Regions from separate parts of the Hordeum vulgare genome. Here region 1 is linked to region 2. A link is a contact called in public Hi-C data. All regions are on one chromosome and are shown on one strand. The core of a region is the stretch at or near the end of the contact, and the rest is flanking DNA. Distances in the headings are between cores, read along the strand shown.

Evidence for each region. A called contact is a pair of places that touch in the nucleus more often than the background predicts.
Region 1: a Hi-C map of seedling shows a contact between it and region 2, with 5 times the contacts expected there. The contact joins the promoter of LOC123443234 here to the promoter of LOC123443233 in region 2. A contact is called at or near these places in 3 of 6 Hi-C or Micro-C datasets (leaf and seedling).

What each region holds. Positions count from the first base shown.
Region 1 is chr3H:130,771,163-130,776,466 of MorexV3_pseudomolecules_assembly, reverse strand. It overlaps LOC123443234 (proline-rich receptor-like protein kinase PERK1), which reads right to left and starts at 3,571. Exons shown (of 8, transcript XM_045119552.1): 1 at 2,592-3,571; 2 at 1,448-1,948; 3 at 743-829; 4 at 566-636; 5 at 208-284; 6 at 1-21. The coding sequence starts at 3,120.
Region 2 is chr3H:130,587,242-130,592,442 of MorexV3_pseudomolecules_assembly, reverse strand. It overlaps LOC123443233 (probable chlorophyll(ide) b reductase NYC1, chloroplastic), which reads right to left and starts at 3,892. Exons shown (of 10, transcript XM_045119551.1): 1 at 3,471-3,892; 2 at 2,550-2,628; 3 at 2,294-2,429; 4 at 1,858-1,932; 5 at 1,579-1,774; 6 at 1,335-1,403; 7 at 1,058-1,197; 8 at 763-885. The coding sequence starts at 3,776.

The DNA.
Region 1 (5,304 bases), core at 2,322-4,821, 180 kb before region 2:
GCATACTCTGGTGCAAGGTACCTAAGGGGAAAACCAAGACTATCAGGGCAGTAATTTTCATACAGCAGATCTTGCACATTAGCAGCTAGAACATGTCGATTTATTGCTGTATATATCATCATGATTGATCTCATTTTCAAGCATTTGAGACACTGTTTCACTGTCCTGGGAAGCAACAAGATAGTTTCACTGGAAGATCGAACTTACCCAAATGTGCCCATTACTCTGGTGGAAACATGGGTGTTATTATCAGAGGTTAACTTTGCAAGTCCAAAATCTGCCACCTGTAAAAAAATTACTTGTGAATTGCACATCCAACAGTTTGTATTAGTAGGCTGACAGAACTGTCCACCTTGCTTACGATGATTGGTTACACGTCAGTTTAACACAACTGTCCACCTTAGTTTCTGAATTTACTGATACCAACCAGTGACATTCAGGATTTTACACTCCACACTAGCAGCTAAACTTAGCTAGGATCCGGGGGGGGGGGGGGGGGGGGGGGGGGGGGAACGGTCTCAGGATTCTAAGTAGAAATGAAACAAAAAGGAAATGAGTATTCTACCTTAGCTTCACATCTGTAATCCAGAAGAATATTTGATGCCTTTATGTCACGATGAATGATCTTTGGATGGCCTGCAAAGTAAAGAAATAAAGTCAGTACAGAACAGCTACACAACTTTTTGAACGTGAGAAGAAAATGAAAAACATAACAAGTAGTTATGTGTGTGTGTGAGCTCACAGTCTTCATGAAGATACGCCAATCCCTTTGCAGAACCCAAAGCAATCCGTAGTCTTGAAGGCCAATCCATAGTTGGTCCACGCCTTCCTGAAAAAGAGGTGAAAAATAACCTGAAGGCATTACAGACCAAATGAAGATAGCAGATTTTTTTGCATGACAGGAGCTTCAGAGCAATGTTTTCTGAATCTTCAAGAAAAAGGTAACCAATAAACCTGGAAAGCATTGTCCCTTTCAAGTGGTAGCAAAAACAAAGTTGTATCTTCCCAGTTTGACAAAATCAGGGGAAGTTATTAAAGACTAAAGAAAAGGTGGCGATAAAGCTGATATCTTCTGGAATGGGTTTGGTTGTGCTTATTATCATCATTAATGAAACTCCCTTGCAGTTATGGTATTTCATTTTCTGAACAATGCAACTGCTCAAATTGTCAATTTACTCGAACAAGGTCTCTTTTTAAAGCCAAAATAATAATAATTTAAATCATGTAGTATCACAGGTTTAACTTTGTAAATCACCTGGATATTTACTAACCGTCAACTCATACGGCAACTCATAAGTACAAACTGGCAATAGCTACGATATTTATGAGTACAAAATATGGAACAAAAAAATACAGAAGATGCCGCAGTTAACTTTTATGGACAATATTAAAGAGCATCCTGAAAGAGAAAAAACAATCATGATTGAAACATAGCAAGAAACCATACCATGTATATGGAATTCTAACGTGTTATTGGGAACAAACTCATAGACAAGCAACCTCTTGTCTTCAGAAATGCAATAACCAACCAATGTCACAAGATGTTTATGATGTACTCGGCTGATAATATCAACCTCTGCCTGGAACTCACGCTCTCCCTGGCCACTTCCATCTCTCAATTGCTTAACAGCAACTTCTGTGCCATCTGGCAGCACTCCTTTGTGAACAAATCCAAAGCCACCTTGGCCGAGAAGATTAGCATCGGAGAATTCATTGGTTGCCACCGCCAACTCTTCATAAGTAAAAGTGGCTTTCGAGAAGCTGAGGGCGTTGCCAAGCGGTGATTGCAGGGGTCGGTTCTCACCACCACCTGAGAAATGTGAACCAGAACCACTACTGTGTACATTGAGCGGAGGAGGCGGAGGCTTAGTCGAAGGATTTGAGTTCATCTTCACAACATGATCAGGGGGTGGCGGAGGGGCATTATGCTGCCACCCATATTGATCCCCTGTAGAAGAACATGAATCGTACTTAAAGATGAGAGCGACTCATATCGAACAATAACAATTACAAATGGATTCACCTGTTGAAAAATCTAATAAACAAGAAATGATTGCACGAAGTTTAAGAATGAAGTAGACACATTTTGATTGCTGACACTAGTTACTAACTCACTTCTAAAAGGAGGACATACTTTCCCTCACAGATTTGCCTTTGTAGTATAAATCAGATTCCATGAAGAAGAATGAAAAAAATATGCAGACCTAATGCTTATTTTTTTTTCTTTTGTCAAAATTACCATTGGGGTTATCTCAAACACAGATGAAGATTCCTGTGATCAGTACTGCATACCAAAATTTAATAAACATAAGCTAAGACATGCTATATCTCTGACGGAAATTTGGATGTTTTTATCTCGATAACGCCATAATAGCATGATTAACTAGAGGACCCATCTCGAAGTCACCAAAAACTGGAACGTAAGTCATACTTGTACGTCATAAGCCAACGCACATTTGCCAAGAAGAGCGAGATAATTGCAAGCGACAGCGATGTGACTTGCTAGTGAGACAAAGAACGCACATGAGATCTGTACTGTACTGTATTTGCTCCGAGACAGAGCCATGGATGGTGCACAGTTGCCATCTCACCTTTGAACGGCGGCGGCGGCGGCGGCGGCGGCGGATGCCCGTAGTAGTGCAGGTGGTGGGGCGGCGGCGGCGGCGGGTGGTGGTGCGGGTGGTGGCGCCTCTTCTTCTTGAGCATGCAGAAGCAGAGGAGGCTGGCGAGCAGCAGCGCGATCAGCCCGCCCACCGCGATCCCCGCCACCGTGGCCGTCGTGAGCCCCGAGCTCGGCGGCGGCGGCGAGGCCTGGGCAGACGGCGTCGGACGATCGGTCGGGGGAGACGGCGTGGTCGACGGGGGAGACGGCGCGGCGGGCGTCCCGGGCGCCGAGGGAGGCGGGAGGGAGGGCGTCGCGGGGGTGGTGCCGGAGGACGGAGGCGCCGCCGCGGGCGTCGACGGCGGTGGCAGGGGGGAAGAGGGCGGCGGCGAGGAGGCCGGTGGCGCCGGCGGCGAAGGGGGCGTCGAGTTGGTAGCGGGTGGCGCGGAGGCCGGGGGCGGCGCCGTGCGATTTCCCGGCGGCGAGGCCGGGCCCGGCGCGGCGGGCGGCGACGACATCAGAAGCCCGCCGCCTTGCTTTGCTTCCTTGCTACGTACTACTGCTGCTGCTGCTGCAGCTGCAGCACTGCTCCTAGTGCTTGAGCGAGAAACGGAAGGAGCGGGGCGAAAGATAAGCGAAAAGGGAGGACGGAGCCGCTTTCCGCTCGCGGTGGCGGTGGTGGTGGTGGTGGTGGTGGTGGGGAATTCGGAACGGGGATTGCGACTCGTGGTAGTACGTACGTACGTAGCAGCACTAGTTGGCGGGGAGTGGAGTCTCTTGTGGAGGTGGAGGTGGAGGTGGAGCCCGGCGCGACGACGGCCGGAGGAAGGAGGGAGGGGGGTGGGAGTGGAATAAAAGCGCGAGGATGGAAGGAAAGGGGCGACAGCGCGGCCGTGGCCGGTAAACGTGCGACTGCCTTCAGGTCACGCGGCACGGCCTGCCCGCGCTTTCCGCTTCGCCCGCGAATGAGTTCATTCATGAGAACCGCATTCCCCCCGTCATGTCGAGCCCGCCCCTGGCTGACCGGCGGGGTCAGGGGTCGGCTGACCCCGCATTTCAGCCAGTTACTGCTAAGGAGTCAGGTTTTCGTTTTCCTTATCGATTCATCAAGATACTACTAATCACGATTACGCGGCGGGATTACACGCGACGGTTACGCTGCTGGCGAAGGCCGTTTGCTGCGGATGTGGGCCTGCTCTGTCAGCGACCGGTTGGGACGGTGTTTTCTTTCTCCTTCCAAGCGACAGGTGTGCCTCGTGGCTTGAGGCAGAAGTCTTCACGGCTGCATGTTATGAGCATGACTCGTTGGGCCAGGCCGCCCCGTGGTTTCCTCCTACTACTAGGAGAGATGCAATGTCAAATAGTGTCCCGCTAAATGGCAGCTTTCCCGCGAGAAAAATGGCACCTTCCCTAAAGCGGTGGACGAATTGATTCGTATACCTGCTTGCGATCAGATCATTGATTGCAAATTTTTATAGGTAGTAGCTTACCAAGCCGACTGCTTGGTGCTTCCGATCAGATCAGGTCGATGACATTGCTTGGACATCTATAATTGGACTCATTAGGCTTCTTCCAATGCATTGATGCTTAGATGAGGTACTAAGTATATTAAAAACCTTAGCAACTAGTCTCCCTAATGTATATGTGCTTAGAGCATGGTTAATAGTATAGCCAACTGCTGGCTATAAGCAGTCTTATAGCCCATCTTATAGCCAGCTTGTACAATAGTTAGCTATAGAAGAGTACTATTTTTATCATATATGACCCACCTTTCATTCTCACAAAGCACCTAGGAGCACGTGCTAGAGCTGGCTCTTCACGAAGAGCCCGCTTCCCTTCTCTCTCTTCTTCTCTCTCATCCAACTCAGCAAAAATATAGTATTTTAATCCTTACAGCCTGCTGACTGTACCTTATTGTACTTGCTCTTAGCTTTTGTTGGTAAGCTTTTCTCATGGAATTCTTTAATAATTAAACTTCTTCATGCATTGGTTGGTAGTGTTTTTACATAGGTTCACGCGTTTAGCACCGTTTTTTCTTGGGGTCACCATAATGCTCTCTCTCCTCTTTAATTGCTTTGCCACATCATTGTTTTGTGTATGTGGCCCCCCTAGCACCGATGCACTCGGAAGGGCCTTATATCTGTTTCAAACAAATCATAAAAATTTGACTCAGCCGTGCCTCTTAAGTGGGCTTCAAATGCCCAGTCTAACCAGCATCCCTCATATTCAATTCAAATATAAGACAAATAGAGAGAGTATGGACACGCTGGAACACGTCTGCCACGTCGGCCAGACAGCAAGGCCCCATGCGAACTCGCCAGGATACTCGACACCGCGGTGTGAAAGCCGCATGGCACCACTCCGGCTCATCGTTCGAGGTCATAGCCGGCTATTTAAGCCGGTCGGCGCCCCCCCCCCCCCAACCCTCATCCCTAACACATCCACCTCCCTTCCTCTGTCGTCACCCGAGCCCGTCTGCCTTCTCTCCCCCGCTCTACGACGTCAATATGGCCCGTCGTAGGATCACCATCTATGCTATGCTCACGTCAAAGCGTCGGATGCAGATCGAGGCGGAGATCCAGACTCGGCACGCCGTCACTATCACTGCGGGTCTCCCTTCGGACTCGCCGAAGATGAAGGAGTTGCTGCCGGAGGAGGACGAGACGGAGATCCATGCTTCGGGCTTGAACATGGCAGAGGCG
Region 2 (5,201 bases), core at 2,643-5,142:
TATATAATATTTAGTACATTCAGGCACATGACAACCGAAGGACAATCAGACCATATGGAAGACTAGACATTGGGGATTTATTCAAATGATTTTTTTCACGAGAAGACTAATGTACCATAGCATTGGAGAAACAAAGCATCCTACAAGATAAGAACCAATAGGTATTTCTTCTTTGCATGAGCTATCACATGGGCCGGCTGGGACCTAGGGGGCAATAGACGGCGTTGCTTGTCATCGATTAGAAAATGTTAGGGTTTTGTGATCATCTTTGCTGTGCATAAGAAATTCATGTACTCCCTCCGATCCAAATTAATTAACGCAGCCTCTATACAATAACCGTTTTACATTGTATAGAGGTTGCGTCAATTAATTTGGATTGGAGCGAGTATCTTAGTTTCTTAGATCAAGGGTGTGCCAGTTTAGTTTTTTCCACATAAATAACAAACCACACTGCCCTTAAAAATACTGTTAACCGCCACCATTCATCTGCTTCGAAATGTTTAAACCTCTACCAAAGAGGAGTACTGAAGCAAAACCGTTACTATTTATTACACAGGAAAATGTTGTGTTGACATCATGAATACTTGCCCCAATACCCAAAAAGGTTATTGTAATTAACCTACTACACAGAGTTTTTGTTTTCGAGAAACATGCAGGAGAGCTGTAAGGAGAGAGTTGCAGAGTAAAAAATTCAGAATGAACTTTTTTTCTTGCGCTAAACGAATCCTGACATCTGAAAGAATCAAGTAACTTAGAGGTTACCTTAGAAGGAGATCTGTCAGGACCATTCCAGGAGACGCAGTGTGTACTCCAACTTTGGATCTTCTGCTTTCCTTCATAAGCGATGCTTGGAACTGCCTTAGTCCACACTTAGTTGAACCATAGCTGTAAAATTGCAAATCAGCAACAGATTTAGTTTCATTGTAAAAGCAGGAGTATCAAATACAATGTATCATCATGTTCTACATGTTCTAGACGACGAGAAAAGCAAGACACATCATCTCTACAATGTAGGTGTTAAAGAAATAGCAGATAATTCAATGGCTGAGGTGCTTACACGGCTGTCAACGGTGTGCTTGATCCTCCAGATCCTGCTCCATCCATGTTGAATACATGACCTCCCTGTTCTTGGTATTGCATGACATCCATAGCTTCTCTGGTGCAGAGCAAAGAACCAACTAGGTTTGTTGAGACGATCTGCAAGTAAACCAAGGAAAACAGTTTTAAGGAATAGTGAAATCAGATTGGATGATCGAGCATGATCGATCTAGTTCTAGTATTCCGGTCATAAAAAGGAAGCATTACGGACAGATAGAAGATATCAATGAACAAACCTGGGTAATATCTTCATCTGAAAAATTTACCAGTGGCCTAAAACCTTTGTTTGTGCCAGCATTATTTATCTGTAGATAAATTAAAAGATGATACATTTTTAGAGCGGTCTACAATGCAAATACAGAATAAAATGAAAGGGTACAAATCGGTAAAGTTGTACTTTTCTACTGAATCCAAGTGACTCTTGAGGTGAAAAAGGCAGAACAGATGCTTAGCGGCATCCATTTCTACAGAATTACTTACCCAAATGTCAATTGAACCCAGCTCACCAACAGCGAAATTTACAAGCTTTTTTACATCTTCTGGTTTGCAAACATCACAAGATGTACCAACAACCTTAGCTTGTAATAAAGTTTCTCTTTGTTTCTTCTTGGCAACTGACAGGCCCTCCTGTATGTTCTCTTCAAGCTCATTGATGGTCTGAAGAACTGATTCAGGGCTGCCAATAGAAATGGAGATAGTAAGAAAACTAAGACAGAGAGCATTGAACTAAAATTTGAGCATTATGTCAAGGACTACTACCTGCGGGAAGCAATTACAACATGATCTCCAGCAAGAAGAAACTCTCGAGCAAGTGCTTTTCCTAAACCTCTTGTGCTGCCAAAATAAAACTGCAGGGTCAATGATGATCATAAAAATAAATAACAACGAAAAAACAGGTTCCCATGGATGCAATCAGTGGTGTTGGATCCATGAAATAACATCCATCAATTTTTACTTCACATGTTTATAAGGCAACTAATTTAGGGGATTGTAAAATATAACCGCACATCACAATCTCCTTTATAAACCAACAAAGAGATACTTCACAAAGGTGAAGTAGTATTTCCTATCAAGTTATCTTGGAGGCAATCATTAGATTAGATTATTTGTTTAGTTCTATATTAAGAGCATGCACACTAATTCCTGGGAAAAGATTCACATGACAATGTCAGAAGAAGAATGTAAAATGAGTTACCTTCCCGTTATGACAACATTCCGAGGTCCAGCTTTACAGTGTTCCTCTAGGACACTGTTTGCACCTAGCATTGTGCCGATAATTACTCCACCAAGCCAGCTATACCAAATTAGTGCATCCGTTTGGCTGTCTCCACCTACATACAGAGGTAGACACATTATTAACTGAAACCCTACAAGTGCTTTATAGTATGAAACAAAGAGAAAGGAAGAATACAAAGGCAATGCAGTAGATTGTACAAGAGTATATGACTGACCTGATAACTGAAATCCAACTGCTAGTACAACACCAGTGCTCATCATAGTGATAACGTATCGGCCTACCTGAGTAGCAACCTGAGAGGAGAAGCAAATCAGTGAATACAGATCATCTATGTTTCAGAAAAAGAGTATAATGCGTGATCTGTTTCAGAAAAAAAAAAGATAAAATTCTTTACTGTTGAGCATGCAAAGAGTCAACATGGCCATTTTAAGTTTAGACCACATGGCTGGACAGCTTAAATGGATTAAATACAAGTAGGCACGACACGATGCAGACGATCTAAATAACTAGTATGAATACATGTTTTGAACAAACCTTGCGAATAAGTAAATAACACATGGGAGATTAGACCAGAATCAGGCGACAGTGGACATTCTGTTCACAGTCACAAGTAGCTGCTAGAGAAGAAGAAAGACGCTGCCTACGTCAAACGATCCTCATCCCCACCTCATCCTATGGACTCTTTAAACTAAAAACCACAGTAAAGTTTAGCTCAACTACACAACATTCACGTTGCAATTTTAGGCTCATGAATGTGCAGTTTTGTGTGACTAAGATTTTTAGAAAGATCAGGCAACCTAGAATTTACAAAATCGAACGCGCCCATCAGTGTCTCACACATCGATTGTATCAGTTCTAGTGGGCTGGAATTCTAAACACCAAACTAGAAGAGAAGATCAACTAGAATTTAGGCCCCGCAACATGTGTAGGATCGTTTTCAGCATGTGATGGGAGCAATTCTCGCACCCATGCAGCTTAATTACGATACCTACCCCCATATCTGCGTATGCATAAGGTAGTACTGTGAGTTAACCAAGCACCGGGCAACCGATCAATCGAAGAGATAAACCATAGTAGTATCATCTAGAGCAACTGCACGTGTCGGGCATCGACGGTTCGGGCACGGAGAGCTCACCGAGAAGAAGATCTCCTCGGCCTTCTCGACGGCGAGCTCGTACTGCCCGCCATACACCTCCGCAGCCGCCGACCGGGACCCCGCTAGCCCCTGCATCGCCGCCTTCAGCGTGTACAGCGGCCCCTTCCTGCGCTTCCGCGGCTCGTTCGGTGGCGACGACGGCTTATTCTCGCCGTCGCCGCCGGCCTCCTGCTTGAACGCGCGGCAGCGGAGGAGGGAAGGGCGGTGGCACGCCTGAGAGACGACGGCCTCCGGAGAGCGGCGGATGCGGGCGTGGACGGAGAGGTGGACGACCGCGGCGGCCATGGCGTCCGGGACTCCGGAGGGCCGGAGAAGATAAGGATCTTGTGCTCCTAGTCTCCCTCCGCTCGGTTCTCGCTCGTACTGTACGCGCTCTTTTTGTTTGTGTGGGGTTGTTTTGCTCCTTAATTTATGGAGGGGCGTGTGCCCTCCGCTTGCCAGTGAGAAAATAAACACGATGGGTTTCCACGAGGAAAAATGTGCTCAATTCGTGGATACAAGCTCAGGTTAATTACAAATTATGCTCAGGTCCAGTAGGTTCTCTCTTGTCTTGTACTCCCTCCGTTCCAAAATATAAGACATTTTAGGGATTTCACTAGGAGACTACATACGGAGCAAAATGAGTGAATCTATACTCTAAAATATGTCTATGTACATCCGTATGTAGTTTATAGTGCAATCTCTAAAATGTCTTATATTTAGGAACGGAGGGAGTAGTACCAGTAATTTATTAAAAGAAATAATTTAACTCCAAAAGAAACAGAAACGTTTTTCTGCTACCAGTGGGAAAACAGTGTGCAATATCATTGAAAAGATTGATATGGTTGGCTAGAGGGGGGTGAATAGACAACGACCACTTTTAATTAATCTTAGCAAGATAAGGTAAACACTATACGGGTTCACAAATTATATGACAATGAGGTGAACCCTATAGAAGCTAACAACGAGAGCTATTAAGACAAGTAAGATATAGTCATAAGCATAAGCAAATACAAAGTAAAGGATAGAGATAACCACAAGTGGAACCGATGGAGACGAGGATGTGTTACCGAAGTTCCTTCCCTTTGACATGAAGTACGTCTCCGTTGGAGCGGTGTGGAGGCACAATGATCCCCAAAAAGCCACTAAGGCCACCGTATTCTCCTCACGCCCTCGCACGATGCAAGGTACCGTGATTCCACTATAGGTGCCCTTGAAGGCGGCGACCGAACCTTTACAAACAAGGTTGGGGCAACTCCACACAAAGCTTGGAGGCTCCCAACTAAACAACGAAGCTTCACCACAATGGAATATGGCTTCGATGTGACCTCAACCGTCTAGGATGCTCAAACACCCAAGAGTAACAAGATCCGCAAGGGATTGGTGGGGGAATCAACTTTTCTCTTGGTGGAAGTGTGGATCTAGGCCTTCTCAACCAATCCCTAAAGAATCAACAAGTTTGATTGGCTAGGGAGAGAGATCGGGCACTTTTGAGCTTGGGGCGCAACAATGGAGCTTAGAGAGGTAAGAGATAGGGTTCCTCAGCTAGAAGAACCCTTTATATAGTGGGGGGAAAATCAGACCGTTTTCCCACTCTCTGCCCGAGCTCCAGCGGTACTACCGCTGCCTGCAGCGGTACTACCGCTGGCACTCCAGCGGTACTACCGCTGAACAGGGGCGGTACTACCGCCGCCTGGCGGTACTACCGCTGGATGCAGCGGTACTACCGCT